2 separate regions of the Triticum aestivum genome follow, and region 2 is linked to region 1. The links are chromatin contacts, called in public Hi-C maps. All regions are on one chromosome and are shown on one strand. The core of a region is the stretch at or near the end of the contact, and the rest is flanking DNA. Distances in the headings are between cores, read along the strand shown. Region 1 has its middle 17 kb from the start of LOC123112310. Region 2 holds the start of LOC123112312 (probable E3 ubiquitin-protein ligase XERICO).

Region 1 (5,223 bases), core at 935-3,434:
ATCCTGTTGTTATCAAACACAACACTATTCCTCAATTTCCAAATTGCACAAAAATATGGCAGAGATGCCAACTGTTATCAGATCTTTTTCTTTCTTATGAAATTTCTTAAGCCAATTGTTAAACAAGTCATTTACATTATCAGGAATGTTTTGCAAGTCAAAAGTACACTTAACAATATCCATAAAAATTTAGTCACAAAACATCCAAAAACCAAGTGATCAATGCTTTCATCATGCAAGCAGAAAGGTCATTTCTTTTCTCCTTTTCACCCTCTCCTCAACAAATTATCTCTGGTCAAAATGCACTTTCTCAACACCAGCCACATAAAAACTTTCACTCTGGGAAGCATTTTTGTTTTCCACATGAAGTTGTGTGGGTATTTTACCCCATTCTCTATCATGTATCTATAATAAGACTTAACATTGTAAATACCATTTTTCTTCAAAGACCATTTTATTCTGTCTCTATTCTGATTCAACACCACCCCCTACAAGCCTCCCCAATGTTCTCCATAATTCAAGGAGTCTCCAAACGGGAGGAGTATGCCATGCTAATGTGCCTTGGATGATCCACATCTTCAGGTCAGGCGCTGCTGAGCACACTGAATTATCCATGTGGCTGAGAGCCCTCATAGCCTAAGCACAACGATGCAATTATCAGGGACCCACTCTATCACTGAGCTAATAGCCCATCGCGCGGCCCTCCCTTTTGAAGGCCTGCTACGTCAAAAGCGAGAAAAACTCCATCCTAGAGTTCTCCTAAAAGAGACTGAGGCCATACCTTTTCTAAACATTTCAGCTACTGATTTGTTCTTATCTTCTCCTTCTTTTGAGTTCCATTGCGTATGTGTCACGCTCTTCTCTCTCCATTACAAAGTAGGGAATTTCTGTGTGATATGGTTGCATGATCGGCATTTGCCTCATTGTGCGCGTGCATTTCAGAGTGTTCATTTAAGATTTGCCCTTGGAGATACCCTCTAGACCTCAAACATACGACCTCCAATGTCTACGGACATCCGGTTGGACGCCGGCCATACAATGCTATCTCGTAAACATCGTTTTTTATCTATCTAAAGTAGATGTTCGCTATACATTTGTCATTGAAATATAAAACTAATGTAATCTAATAGGTTTGAGGATCTCAGACATATCAAAAACCTTCTAGTAAAAGTGATAATCTCTAGCCATCAACTTCCCAAAGTTTAAGTCTTGCTCGTCGATCCTCGAGCAATTAAGAAATAGAAATAATGAAAGGGAGGCTGACAAATGAGTAAAAAGAATTTACTGGCTCGTAAAGATATAATATGTCCATTCTCACAAATCCTCCAACCCTAATTAAAAGAGTACTTGCATTTGAATAATTGCATTTAAGTTGGCTACCTAACCACGTATAGTCTCATATAACTAGTTACAATTCTCAAGTTAAACCTTTGATAATTAACTGACTGTAGCTTGCATGATGTGTGGCAGATAGGTTACTGTGTGTGGGGAGGAGTCCGGAACAGCTAACGAGCAAGTCCAGAAACAGCTAACGCCAGCATGGGGAGTTCATCCTCCGGCTCAGCTCGGCACACATATCTGAATCTGGATGTACATCCTGTGTGCTGGGCGCATTCGAAACCACGCGCGGACGGACGCAAAGCTTGCACAGATGGATATCCATCCAGACTTTGCGTCGACATGAGAGATGAGACGAAGCGACAGCAGGCCAGCACCTCCGCCATCCATCGGTTCGTACGTTGTGTTCCCCAAGCTGGACCGTAGCATATCGAATACGTACGTAGTATTTGCACGAACATTGCGGTACAGTTGTTAATTTTGACTGTCAAATGAAGCTGGCAACCAAGCTACGATCGACCTGCGTGTGCAGATGTGCTTAGGGCAACTCCAACAACGTCGATGCGTGCAAATGGTCCATGCAGACACATGTCCATTTCAACCATTTGGGTTGAAACACGGCGGCCTAACACGTCGACGCTGACCCAGAATCCGTCGCCCGTACGCATCTCCGCCCACAAAACGTGACACCACCCCACCCCGCCCATGCGAAAAACACCTTTCTCTGCTACTGTTTCTGTTCCTGGCGTCGAAGCAGCAGACGCATCCAAAACCTTGCGCTGTGCCGACCCTCTTTTCTTCTCCTTCTTTTCAGTTCGATTACGTATGTGTCACGCTCCTCTCTCTCTCCATCAGACAAGTATCTCCTCTCTCTCCACTAGTCAAGTAAGGAATTTTGTGTGTGATATGGTTGCATGATCGGCATTCGCCGGACGGTGCGCGTTCATTTCTGGGTGTTCATTTAAGGCTTGTCCTTTAGGGGTACCTTCTAGAACTCAAACGTACGTCCTCCAGTGTGACATCCTGCCGGATGCCGGCCATACAATCTATCTCTCAAACATCATGTTTTTTATATTTAAAGTAGATGTTCGCTATACATTTGGCATATGAAAATACAAAACTAACGTAATCTAAACCAAAACATGGTACTAAAAGTGATAATCTAGAGCCATCAACTCCCCCAAGTCTCTACTTTTAATGAACGACTTGGTGAATAGTCTGCGCGGTTTAATTTCGCTGGTTTTTTTCATCATCCTCCCACCTTCGGGTTTTTTCGTCATCCTCCCACCTCCGTTAACTCGCAACCCTCCCGCGAAAAAAAACCTAGCGATTCCCCGCCGTTCCTCCTGACCTAGCGATTCCTCCAGATCCCTTCGCCGCCAGCCCCCGACCTCCTCCCCGGCGGCCGCCCCATCTCCTCCCCAGATCCTGGCTCGCCCTGCCCCCACCTTCTCCCTCACTCCCGGCGCCGCCCCACCCCCAACCTCCCTGGATCCCGGCGCCGCCCCGCCCCCACCTCCTCCCTCGCTCCCGGCCGCCCATGCCCTCCCGGCCTCCTCCCGGCGCACATGCCACCGCCCCTGCTCCTTCCTCCTCCAGGAGGGAGCACCGCCGCCCCTGTTCTCCCTTCCCCCTGCCGGCATGCGCGTCGCCGCCCCTCTGGCCGTCGTTGGCATCCTGCTCGAGCCCGTGGGCCCGAGAAAGATGGAGACGATGGATGATGGGAAGGAGCAGCGGCTGCCTCGTGATGACCTCGTGGGAGCAGACGGTGACAAAGACCATCAACGAGGCTGCTACTGGTATGTGCTTGATTTACAAATTGTGAGGAATTGAGGTTGAATACCAATATACACACATACAGCAGCAATGGTTGATGATAACAACGGCCTTGTAGCTTCAGGTATGAGATTAAGAAGGCTCACAATTTTTGCCTAATTGTAGTTTAATGCCGAAGGGTTCATTAGCTGTGTGGAGACCTTTTATTATGGTGATGATGACAAACAAGATCAAGCTGTTAATTTTGAATTAAAGAAGGATCATTTGCAAAGAAGCTTGCGAGGAGTTGTCAAAATTTTGATTATAATGCAGGTATGCATTCTGATTTTGTGAAGTCTAATTTATTCAATATATATTCAGAATTTATGCAATACATTGTTAACTTGATTCTGTGCTTTAATTCATAGCATCTTGGTGGAGGCTCTATGGAACTGAAGCACCAGCTCTACAAAGGATGGCTGTGAGAATCCTCTCATTGACATCAAGTTCTCCAGTCTGTGAAAGGAATTGGAGTACCTTCGAAAATGTTAGTCTCCTGACTCTCTAATCTCACATCTAGCTTGATTAGTCCGTCACATGTCAAAACATTCCCTGTTCTTAATCCTTATGTTTTTTCCTGTTGTAGATACATACGAAGAAAAGAAATAGGCTAACTACAGAACGTCTAAACTCTCTTGTGTTCATACAATTCAACTCGAGAATGATGGCCAAGAAACAAATGATCAAGGAGAAGAAGATCACTGATGTCCTCTTATTCGCTGAAACTACTGAAGCTCAAGGTTTTCTTTTTGAGGGTGGAGATGATTATGCAGAAGTCATCTATATGGATAAAGATGAGGAGGAGATGAATAGTACAGGGATGCCAGGGAGTGGCATTGGAGAAGCAATGGGAGGCGATGAACTGCTCGAGCCACGTAGAAGTGCGAGACCAAGACAACTTTATGAAGAAGAAGAATTTGATTATGAAGAAGAGGAGTTTGATGATGAGGAGGAGATGCATTCAGATGAGGAGAATGGCTATTGATAATTGAGGAGACCCAAATGAACATGTGTCTGTTCTTAAGTACTTTTTATATATTATATCTTTATGTCATTGAGTCGAACCGTTTGTGTGTGCGTCCATGTGGAATTTCCCTTTTTGACTTGTGAGAGAAGTCTTCCCAATAAGATTCTAGGAATTAAAGAACTTCATTTTGATGTGTGAACTGTTGAACTCATAATTTATAATGCTATGCCAATTGGGTTTGTGTGATGTTTGCCTCTAATATATTTGAATATTTGATATTTCTATGGGCGTGCTGCCCCATTGAATAGACTATATTTAGTTCTTCACATTGCCTGATGTATGTTTTTTTTATCACCACATTGTCTTTCTAACCTGCTATGGTACAAAGTCTATCCTTTTTATCACCACATTGTCTTTCTAACCTGCTATGGTACAAAATCTACCCAAATAATTATCCTCCTAACCTGCTATCGTACAAAACGCCTTGGGCCGCCTAGGCTACGCCTAGGCAGGCAAGGCGCTAGGCAGAGGGTCACCGCCCGCCTACCGCCTAGCACTTTTTCCAACCTTGGTTTATGGTACCCCTTTTTCTTATGTTCACGTGTACAAGCAACTTCACAACAAAATTTATATGTGTGGTTTGTTTTGCCTTCTTTGATTTTGCTAAGGAGTGGAGCATGGAGGAGGGCTCTGTGGCGGGGAAGGAGCGGAGGAACTGTGCATCCGGGAATGTCGTGACCGCCGATCCTATCTATTGATATACTGTCTGATAGGTGCCACAACGGCCTTGTAGCTTCAGGTATGAGACTAAGAAGGTTCACAAGTTTTGCCTAATTGTAGTTTACGGTACCCCTTTTTCTTATGTTCACATGTAGAAGCAACTTCACAGCAAGATTTATATGAGTGGTTCATTTTGACTTCTTAGATTTACAAATTGCTAAGGAGCGGAGCATGGAGGAGGGATCTGAGTCGTGATGGGGCATGGCGGAGGGCTCTGGGTTGTGGCGGGCAAGGACCGGAGGAACTGTGCATCCGGGGATGGTGTGACCGCCGATCCTATCCGTTATACTGCTATCTGACAGGTCACAAGATCACCAAGGCAT
Region 2 (5,223 bases), core at 692-3,191, 420 kb after region 1:
ATTTTAAAAAAAAAGTTATGGGGATAGACTAGCTAAGCTAGTGCTTAATTTCGCAAACAACAAAAACTTAGAGAAAAATGACTTTTGAGGATGGTACAGAAGTTAACATGGATTTTATCTTTTAAAAAAGGATTCCATAAAAAAAAAGTTAACATGGATGGGGTTGCAGCGCAAGGGGCAAAAAAGCATAACAAAAAGGGACCTTGGCCGTGACGACAAGGAGCCGATGGAGGGACGCCCAAGATTGGCGGCATGTGCCATCGGCGATGCGGACGCAGCCAAGTGGGGCCACGTTGATAAGCACGTATCCGTAATCCATGTGACCCGCCCCCGCCCCCGCCCGCATAAACAATCCGCTGCCGTTGCCGTGCCTTTCAGCGCCTTGTCTCCCCTGCCTAATTGCTCCGGGGATACCTGCAACGCCACCCCCCAAAAATAATCGATCACTCAACCAACAACCCCACTGGTTTTATAGTACTCCTGATTAGTGCAGGATTCCCTTGCCGTTTGTTTGGAGCCTGGGAGAAATTACCCAAATAGTGGTGGTGGTTTCTTGATCCGGTTTAATTTAATAAACGCTAGAAATTACCCGAATAGTATTGGTTTCTTGATTTGCTTAATAAACACCGGAAGAGATTGCTACAGTGGTTCCTTGATCTGGTTTAATGAACACTTTGTAAAAATTGGTAGAGTATTGGTTTCTTGATCTGGTTTAACAAACGCTACTACAAAGTACCCGAATGGCACTGGTTTCTTCATCTGGTTTAACAACAGGTACAAAATACCCGAATAGCACTGGTTTCTTGATCTGCTTTATTAATAAACACCTGCAACGATTCGCAATGGTTTCTTGTTAAGATCAGCTACCAGTTCCTGAAATTGGTAATACAACGGTGTGCACGGAAAGAGTAAAATAAGGAAACTTTAGTAGTGATTTTTCCATAAATATCTGGAGAGAGAAGTTAGGGGCATCCAAGAGGCAAGAACACAGAGGCCCCTCTGGTGTTCACAACACATCCTTGTTCCATCAATTTTCCGTTTCTCGTAAAAAAAGCCGAAGGCCGTACACAAATTTCTCATCACACAAAGCGCTACACCCGTAGGAGCGCTCTCTGCTGAAAAATATTTACACGGTACAGCGATGGCACGAGGCGTACAGAAAACGAAACCAAAAGGCAAATGCGAAAGGCGAGGAGCAGAGCCCTCTGCTAGGATCCATCTAAATTCCTACGCGCACACGGAGAGGCCACACACGGAGCTAGCACATAGCCGGGGGCGACGCGACGGGGCGAATCTCTCTCTTCTCTTCTCTTCGCTTCACTCGTGCCTAAATCCAGGCCGTCAGGGTGGGGGCCGGCGGCGACCACGACTCGTCGGCGGCCGCGGCGGCCGGGAGGAGGCGGGAGCGGCAGAGCGGGCAGGTGGCGTGGTCGTAGTCCAGCCAGGTCTCGAGGCAGGCGCGGTGGAAGAGGTGGCCACAGGGCAGGCGGTTCACCACGGCGTCCGCCTCGAACCGCACCAGGCAGACGCGGCAGTCAGGCACCGCCGCCGCGCCCCGCCTCCGGCCGAAGCGCGCGGGGCGGAACCTGCTCCTGAACCTCTCGGCCAGGCTGGGGGCCGCCGGGGTGGCCGCCGTGAGCTGGTCGGCGCCGTCGGCGTCCTCCCCGGCCAGCAGCGACGGCGGCGCGGGCAGGCCGAGGAAGACGAGCGCGGCGCGGAGGAGGCCCGCCAGGGCGGCGATCGAGACGACGGCGTGGTAGAGCAGGTAGATCAGGAGGCTCTCCTTGGGCGCCGGCATGCTGGAGATGCCCATCGCGGCGGCCTGGAGGATTGGGGATCGATCCGTGGACCCGTCTGCAATTTGCGCCTTCTTTCAGGGGCGGTTCGGTCTGAGCGGCTGTGGTGCTGGTGTGGTGGGATGGATACAGTGAGGGAGGGGGAGACGGGGTGGGCGCATTTATAGCCGGGCCGGGGCTGCTGGTGTCACCTCCCTATCCATCCCATCTCGTTCGGGTGGTGCACCGCGACCCGTGTTCGCCAGCCCACCGCCGTCGGATCCGCGCGACGGACGTCCGATAATTCCCCGCGCTTGGGTAGGGGACACCCCACATGCGATGCGGTTCGATCGTGGGCGCCCAATAATTCCCCGCTCTGGTTCGGTTTGTGGCGTCCAATAATGCGTGCATGGTTCCTGAGGCCAATTATTTGGGCCGGCCGATCCAAAACCCGGTGGACGCATTTGTACGTGCATTGCACCGGAGATGATGGTACAATATCGAGTGACCGATCTCACTGTCACGGGACAGTGGAAAATCATCGGGCGCGATTGGCGAAGCTGATTGGCTGGCTGACGGCCCCGACCGATCCAAATCAAAAAAAGCTGAGTGCGAAAGGGAATTCAACGCAGCGTACCGAACATAAGCGGCTCAGCACGATCCCCGCCATTTATCTGTTGCGAACCGTGACGTGCTTGACTCACAAGACATTATCGCAACCTCATTTCAGTTTTCTTTCTGCGGCGGTCATTTCAGTTGAAAAGACGGAGGATTTTTCTTCCGAATCTTTTCTCGTGGAAATAGTAGTATTTCCTTCCGATTCTGCGGGAATGGTAATCCCGGAGGAGGATCAGCTCGCCGATCGGGTTGCCGTGCCTGCACGACTGCGGCCGGCCGGTCGAACCGACCCCGACCCGACGCGAGCCCCGCCCGGCCGGTCCCGATCAGTCCGTGCACCGAATTGGGATGGGAATCGATCTCCTGGTACGTACGCCACTGCACTACGTCCCCTCCCCATCGACGCAGTTACGGCCGCGACCAGTCTTGGACGCGCGAGACAGGGACGCCAGAGACGGCGACCGACGCGGTCACGGACGCTGCGGCTCAGCCGTTCGGGTTCAGCGGACGGACGCGCGGCCGCCAGGTCCGGTGCCCCGCCCTCCAGGATGCCTCCGGCGACCCGTGTACTACCCGTGGGTGCCGGCCGGCTGCGATGGATGTGGAGGGTCTTGACCACTAGGCACACCAGTGGGCAGCGGCTGCTTGCTTTGCGTAATTGCTCGGCGTGGCCAAAGTCTCGGTGGAACGCACCTAACCATTTCTCGCCCGGGTGTCGCCGGTCGATGAAAGTTGCTTGACAAGCTACCGAATACAGTACTGTAGTGGAAGTACTACTTGCTTATGCTATGTGCCCGTCAATAGTAATCCATCCGACTAATCAGAAAAAGAAGAAAAAAACAGAAAGACGGTCCGGTTAGGCTAGCTTGACTGCTACTATTACTAGTAGGCAGTAGTACGTGCAGCTCAAGCTTTTTTTGACGGGTACGTGCAGCTCAAGTGTTTGTGTTGCGTCTGAACTTGACCACCAACGGCCTGTTGACCTGCGCGGCTAACTAGCTAAGCCGGTGGAGTTTTCAAATGGCCCGTTGCTCTGTCGGTTCATATAGTAAGCTTTTACTGAAAGTTTAATGGGGAATTCTGTTCACACGCGCACCGTCCTTGCTCAAACTGAGATCGACCGATATCTTTATTTACTACTCCACCGATGGCGACACCAAAGCACAGCCATCAGCGACAGGCATGCATGTCAGGGAAAATCGAATTTTTTGGATCCTTAGCGAGGTTTTGCTGAAAACAAATTGGAAATTCTGCTCACACGCGCACCGTCCAGAGACCACGGCACGAAAGCACACAACCAGGCCATATGGGATGCATGTTTACGTAGCTACTTGACGACTATTCATGATCATTTCTCAGTGTGCCTGCCTCGTAACATTAACATTTTGCTCGACCGGCGACAGCGAAGGGCAGGAGAATTCCTGTGGGTGGGGCGCGTCCACTACGGCGAGAGCTGTGCCGTGTAGCATCGCACGGCACGGCTCGATCAACCGCCTAAACAAGGTGGTTGCTTGCGTTAAGCGTCCGGTTTGGCGTCGTCCCTACTGCGCCGGCACATGCAGCGGCAGGCCCGAGTCGCGGTGGCCAGGACGAACGAGCACGCGTGGCAATGTGAAACGAGAGGCGAGCAGTGGCCTCAGGAGAGGAGAGGAGGTCGATCGAGCCAAGCAAACGAACATGCAACTTGATGGTAGAGTAGTTTATTTAGCGCATTAGGATAGTGTTTCGGTGCTTCTGGCTACTTAATGACTGGGATAAGCGAAGATTTCGCGGCAGATTTGGCGCGTGTGGACTAGTCAGGAGGGGTAGTAGTATATGTGGGTGATGTGGGCGCCGGTGATCCACATCTGGAATCCGGTGGACGGCTCCACCCTTTCTGCCAACCTGTTGGTGCCTAGCGTACTCTACTACGTCCACTCTCCCCTGCCGCTCGTTCTTCTCCAGCCTCTTGCGTGGTTTCAGGACTGTTGCAATCTTTACTTTACATGCTGCTAGCATAGTTTATTAAGTGGTCATACCGCTGAGTCTGCACTTCTGGTGATTACGGCCATTACCTGATCTTTCTTTTTTTGCAAACTACTGCGGGTGTTAGTTTATGTAAGCTCGTCTCGAATGCTCCATGCTGACGATAATTGACAGTCGATTACTCTATCTATTTAGGAGTAGCTTATTAAAAGATTCCACTGTGATAGTTTTTTTATGTAATACTCAAGGCTAGTCGATATTTAGGAGTAGTTCCGTGGTGATGGTTAGTTTCAGTCTTCCAGATAACTTGCGTGGTCTAGCCCGTGACCCGCAAGGCTAGTCGCGAGGCCAGCTCGTAGGCGCGCGCGCGGGCGTGCGTCCTAGCAAGGAAGCTAGCAAGCAAAGCGCGTGGGCGTAGTGCTGCGTACCGACGAGACGAGACCACCGGGGTCGCCGCTGACGTCCGTCGTTGCTTTCCGGCGCCGTCCGAGCGCTGCGGTGCGCCCAGCGCGGCACGCGGGGTGCGTCCCCATCCCCCGCGCCCGGGTCACGTGGCCGCCGCGTGGCCCGCCCTCCGGTCGACAGCGAGGCGCGCGAAAGCAACGTGGCGGTGTCTCGAACCGGCGAGGGGGGAGGGAGGTCGCGCCGAGACGTGGGCGCGGCTCGCTCGCGCCAAGGCGTGGTGGGCCCGCGCGCCCACGCCGCGCCTCTAGCCGCCGGGGGCCACCCGGTGTGCCCGTCCGAGCTGTCGACGTGGCGCCCTCGCTCTCATCACGCGCCGCGGTCGAGCGCCCGCCCGGTGCGTGCGTGCGCGCCGCTTGACCGCGTGTCTTGTCACCTACGGGCTGCGTTGAACTGTGGTGAC

What was found. Hi-C and Micro-C count contacts between places; a contact is called where the count stands out from the background.
Region 2: a contact with region 1 is called in a Hi-C map of leaf, with 5 times the contacts expected there. The contact joins the promoter of LOC123112312 here to the enhancer-like site in region 1. A contact is called at or near these places in 5 of 5 Hi-C or Micro-C datasets (leaf, root and an unstated tissue).

What each region holds. Positions count from the first base shown.
Region 1 is chr5B:438,070,302-438,075,524 of IWGSC CS RefSeq v2.1, forward strand. No RefSeq gene overlaps it. Among protein-coding and RNA genes, the nearest start is that of LOC123112310, 17 kb to the left of the region's middle. Within about 2 kb of position 2,185, at least 2 of the 8 cell types and tissues checked have an H3K27ac peak or open chromatin away from gene starts, as enhancers often do. A contact at or near this core is called in leaf, where this site is marked.
Region 2 is chr5B:438,489,924-438,495,146 of IWGSC CS RefSeq v2.1, forward strand. It overlaps LOC123112312 (probable E3 ubiquitin-protein ligase XERICO), which reads right to left and starts at 1,942. Exons shown (of 1, transcript XM_044533265.1): 1 at 1,004-1,942. The coding sequence starts at 1,813. The coding sequence ends at 1,328.